2 separate regions of the Pan troglodytes genome follow, and region 1 is linked to region 2. A link is a contact called in public HiChIP or PLAC-seq data. All regions are on one chromosome and are shown on one strand. The core of a region is the stretch at or near the end of the contact, and the rest is flanking DNA. Distances in the headings are between cores, read along the strand shown.

Region 1 (2,700 bases), core at 57-2,556, 220 kb before region 2:
TCAGTATGTATACAAGCGCGCAGGCCATACGTCCCCAGGACCGCTCAGCTTCCTCCGAGTTTCAGAAGCTTCCTGGGTCCTGACAGTAACCATCACCCCCCAACTTTTTTTCTTTTCCACTAGAGGCAGAGGATCTTTCCCTAGAAGAGATTCTGTGAAACGCTCCCTCTTATGGAAACACCCATAAAATCTCTCTCTTGCCTGTCTCCCGTTGAAGATCAACCAGTTCTCCTGCCAGGTTTGAGGACCCGGGCTCAGGCCCCGGCAGGTATCCGGGATGGTCCCTCTCCCTAACCCGGGCAAGGAGCATCGGTGACCGCTGCAAGCCCTCGGCAGCATCCCAGCTTGGCAGCCCCTCCCCCTGGCCTCCCCAACCCGGCGCCCTGGGGAGGATGGGGCACTTACAGGCGGCGGCTGAGACCCTCCACCGAGCGCCCGCAGGAGGGCACCGCGTAGCTCAGCAGGAACACCGCGACGCTCCACTGCTGAACCAGTCTCCGCTGCATCGTCTCCGCTCGCGCTCGGGACCTGCAACAGAAGGGAATGGGACCCGAGTGTCAGTCCGGACTCTCCATCTCCCCGCACTACTCCGCTCCCCCTTTTTAGCCCGCTCTCAAAAAGCCTCTTCAACATCAAGGGCATCTCCCAAGTTGAAAAGAAAAAAAATTTCTCTGGAGCCTCTCAGCACTTACTTATTTAGCAACCGGCTACTCCAACTGTGCTTTCTCCAAACCACACAGCCAGAAAGAGCAAAAAGGGAAAAAAGAAACAAATCAGAGGCGCTTCCTCTGAAATAATAGCGAAAATAAAATGGTTTTATATATGCATCAATGATAAGTAGTGTGTTTACACGTCTCCCATAGCAATGTCTAATTAATCTGGCCAGCAGTTCTCCTGGGTTCGTGGAACAGGGCTAACCGCCTCCTAAAAGAAGAAAGTTTCCCCCTCTGAAGTCAGCTTCTTTGCGAACCAGGCCCTTTCGTTCCAGAGCCACTTGTAGCGAAACCCACATATATATACATAGCTGTCTGTCTACCTCCTCTGGTGGGCTGGTTGCTTCCGGAAAGTTGATTCCACACACCCTGAGAACAAGTTTCAAGTGCGTGTGTCGTCGATCAGGAGGGCCAGGTGGCGGCGAGGGCGGGTCGTTAGTGGCAGCCGGAGCGGCAGGGAGGCGGCAGCCCTGCTTCACGGGCGGGGAGACATGCTGGCCGGGCGGCGCAGGTTGGAGGCGAGTTGAAAACCGAGCGGAGGAATGTTCACACGCTCCGAGGCAAACCTGCCGGAGAAGTGAGCTAGTCGCAAAGAGGTGGCGCCCTAGGAACGCGCGCGGGGCGAGCGAGGGCGCAGGCGGGCGGGCGGGCGCGCGGGGGGCGGGGGCGGCGACGGGCTGCCCGAACGGGCCCCGCGCCGCCCGAGCGAATGGAGGGGAGCCCCGAGCCGGGAATGAGCGGCGAGCGGCGGAGCTCCCCACTCCCGCGCTGCCGACCCCGGAGCTGTCAGGAGCTCTGCCGAGCCCCACCCCGGAGCCCGGGCCCTGTCGCGCCATCCCCGGGCCGGGGGCGTGGGCGCATCCGCTTGCTCCCTCCAGGCCCGGCCGGCTCCTGCCGGCGCGGCGGATCCGGGAGCCGAGATCCCCGAGGGCGTGCGGACTGCCCCGGGCAGCCGGCGGTCCCCGGCGCGCCGAGCTGGACGAGCGGGCGCCAAGACCACCAGGGGCGGACCGACGAGGAGGAGGCCAAGGAGCTGGGCCGGGGACCGCGGGCAACCGGGAGCCTGCGCGGAGAGGACGCGGGCTGTTGGCCTGTGAATTTAAGGAGCCCGAAGCTCGCCTGGCAGCTCGGGGCGATGCATGAGAACCTTCCTCCCTGGCCCATTCCCGGGATGAACTGAGTGGGGAGCATCGGCTAGAGAGACGGAGATCTTTTGCTTAGAAGAACAAAAACAGTTCCAGACTTCATATATAAATTGCACTTTTTGCTGTTTCAGAACTGCTGGGAGACATCTGGAGCCGGTCCCAAAAAACCCGCGCACAGGAGAGATCCCCCTTTTGAATTGCAGAGGGGGACCGACACTCCTGGAGCACGCACACGGCCCTTTTCACTCATGGTCGGGAGTCTAACCCATCCTTTCTCTGATACCCTACCTGGTTGTCCCCTCCCCCTCCAAAGTCCCAGGTTACAGATTCTTGGAAGACTGTATCCGAGTCGCTGCAGCCAGCGGACAGATGCAGTGGAACTATGGTTATGTGCTGCTCTGCCTGGGAGAAGCGACGGGAAAGCCGAGGTTCTTTCCAAAGCTAATGGGCGGGGAAGAAAGACTGCTCGGAATTACTGGGTAGTATCATCTAGGAAAGGATTGCAGCGGGAGTGGATACCCGCCCCAGGGCTCCTCTAACTTTTTGAAAAGAGCGCGAGTGGACTGGGAACCATTCAAGGGGTATTTGTCTTCTAGGCAATCCTGCTGGTAGGGTTCATTAGTTTCTAGAAGGCTAGTGTGATTTAGATTCTTGAGATGATTCAAGGAGTGTGGCCTTTATCAAGCCTGACTTTCCGGGTGATGCTCCACATATTTTACCCAGAGTGGGAGAAATAGCACGCTGTCACCGAGACCCTCGCTCATCGGGGCTCCCACTGGTTCACTGCAGCTAGCTAGCAGTTAAAGTTTGCTGCTTAGGTTGGGTGGGGGGGCATCTTTTCT
Region 2 (2,700 bases), core at 39-2,538:
AAAAAAATATGTGTAAGAAAGCATTATATTTCTTACAATAGAAATGTTTTTTGTATGCATAAAGAAGGGGGTGGGCTGGAAAAATAATGTAGTCAAGGTGACTTGCTCAATACTGAAACTGCTCATTAACTACTTAGGCCAGCACTTATGGCAGACTTGTCAGGATGCCTTGCTAATATTTTCCACTTCCAGTACAGAACAGAGATTACAGGTTTAAGCCAATTTTGTTCAACAGATGAGAAACCCAGTGTCCAAGGATGAAAGAATACTTGTTATACAAGGAATGTGAATATTCCAGAGATTTATGCTCAAAGTCCCCAGGTTAGTGTCTTTCTTTCTCACTAGACTGTAAGCTTCTTGAAGACAAATATCTTGAGTGTTACCTTGTTCACTCTTGAATTGTCAAAACTTGGCCCAGGACTAGGTATGTGGTATACAATCAATAAAAATTTGTTGAATGAATGTTCTTCAAAATCCTTCCATGGCAAAAACAGAAGAAACATTCACGAGTGGACTGCTAGTTGACTGTTTCTCTCATCGCTATTGACAGTCTGAAATGGACAAAGACATCTATATAATCATTCCTTCCTTTCAAATAAATAATCTGTGAATTACGCTATTCTTTTCCTATTGCTTCAGGACAAGCTATTTGACAGAAAGCTTTTAAGAAAGGCTTTGCAAGAAAACTCTGCAACAGAGATGGCACGTATGAATTGCTGTGATCTGGAGTTGAAGACAAGAACAAAAGTAACTCTAGAGCAGAATTCTTTGACCGAAGTCATCTTACTGGTTGGCGGAGGCTCTCAGTCTACTTGCATCCGGTGCTTGAGAGTTCAGACAGGCAAAGATGAGAGGAAGCATCTAGTCAACATCCATTTCTTGAGCACTTACTACATGTCAGCCACTTTGCTTAGTCCCCGGTTTTACTGTACTCTGCTAGGAAGTGGTGAAGAGATTCAGCGGGATCTTCTTAGGACCAATCCTACAAAGTTCCAGGTGGAACTCATTTTGATTTTTGGGGACGGTTTATTTGCAGGGATCAGGTGGAGAAACAGGGCCTGCTACTCAAGAGGAATGAGAAACTGTAACTAACAGGAGGTAGACTGGGAAGGAGCATGGCAAAGTCACCCCTTTTCACAGGGCAACGCTCCAAAGACCACGCTCAAGCTGGGGTGGCAGGGCTCTGAACATGGGGCCCCGACCCGGGCCTCGGCCTGGGGCCACGTGACGCGCGTGTTTACGTTGAGTGACGGGCGCTGTGTTGGGCGGGCCTTGGCGGAAATCAACTTCCGGGGGCAGAGGTGTTCGAAGCCGGGTGGTGCGTGGGCTACCCCAACCTGTGTGGCTGGGCCGCGGTCTCCCCTCAAGGGCCTGGGGCCGTGCCTCGGGTGTACGCGTAGGGGTCTGTGTGCTGGGGGTGGCTCACCGGGCAGCGTGGGTGAGCGGCGCAGCGGCGGCAGCGGAGAGCGAGAGAGGGGAGCAGGTAAGTGAACGCTCGCTTTCCGGGGCCTGGGTCTTGGGGTCGGGGCCGCGCGAGGCGAGCGGAGAGCGCCCCACCGGGGGAGGAGCGCGGACGAGCTTCCGCCGCCTGCAGCCCGCCTGCTGCGGCCTCGCCCTTGGCTGTCGCAGCGACCAGGAGTCAGGGGGCGTGACCAACCTCCTGCGGGAACGGAGCCAGCTCCCGGGGGTGGGAGTGCCCACTCGTTCCTGCGCTCGCCGGTAGGTACCGGTACCTGCACGTCCCAGAATCGAGTGTTTTCGAAAGTCTACGCCCACGAACACGTGATTATTGTGTCACCGAAGCGCCTACCGAACGGAGACCTTGATTCTTGCTTAGATTACACAGAACGCGCCTGGTTTATGTATCCCCTTTTACTTTGCCAAGTACATCGGGGTAAAAGCTCTACAGCGTCTGCCAGCCACATTTCCTTAGAGTTTCTTGGGCCACATGTTGCAATAAAAGTGGCATTTCAGGGTCAAGGCAGGAGCCAGTAACTTTGCCAAGTGGTGAAGTATCCTTCGTCCCCGTTAGCACGCCTCCCTTTCCCAACAATAAAGATATTTTCTCCATCTGCGCGTGTCGCCTACTGCGGAGGAAAGCTTTGGACATGAAACCTATTTTTGGCTTCACTTTAAGGAGTGGAACTCTATTAAAAGCTGCCCTGGTGTTTTTTTGGTAGGATGATGTTGCTGCTGCTACTCTCACTTGCTTCCTTGATGAGAGTTGGGGCAGAGCTCGATTTCCTGGAGGGTAAAGTCTTGGCCACAATTTTAGGTGACTCAGCGGCCCCTTATGAATTCTGACTCTTTCCTTCCCTCCCCTCTCAGCTGTGCGGATACTGATGCCACCTTTCTCTCCAAATATTAATCCGGGTGGGAGTTGGATGATGGTTTTTGGAAGCAGTTTGCATGTTGCGTGGTGGAGTTATTGGAGTGGGCTGACATTTTACTTCACAATTTAAGGCAACCCTTCCCCCCCAACAATATTTAGTTGGGTGGGGTGACAGGGACTGACAACAAATTCGCTGTTGTGTTCCCTGCTGTCGGAGAGTTCTACACTTAATGATCACCTGATTGCCCTCTGCTACAATTTCTATTGCGTTGAGGGGATTGGCTATACTGTCTGTACCTATTAGGTAAATGTAGTAAGGGTCATGCCAGGCAGAGTGCACCTGCATGGTGTTGGCTAACCAGTAAACT

Evidence for each region. HiChIP or PLAC-seq counts read pairs in DNA pulled down with a chosen protein or histone mark.
Region 1: a contact with region 2 is called in an H3K4me3 HiChIP or PLAC-seq map of stem cell-derived excitatory neurons, with 4 times the contacts expected there. The contact joins the promoter of PTHLH here to the promoter of CCDC91 in region 2. A contact is called at or near these places in 1 of 7 Hi-C or Micro-C datasets (stem cell-derived neural progenitor cells) and 1 of 1 datasets of contacts at active chromatin or transcription factors (stem cell-derived excitatory neurons).

What each region holds. Positions count from the first base shown.
Region 1 is chr10:67,569,834-67,572,533 of NHGRI_mPanTro3-v2.0_pri, reverse strand. It overlaps PTHLH (parathyroid hormone like hormone), which reads right to left and starts at 1,306. Exons shown (of 4, transcript XM_009425687.4): 1 at 1,037-1,306; 2 at 406-528. The coding sequence starts at 506.
Region 2 is chr10:67,348,010-67,350,709 of NHGRI_mPanTro3-v2.0_pri, reverse strand. It overlaps CCDC91 (coiled-coil domain containing 91), which reads left to right and starts at 1,288. Exons shown (of 11, transcript XM_016923731.4): 1 at 1,288-1,483.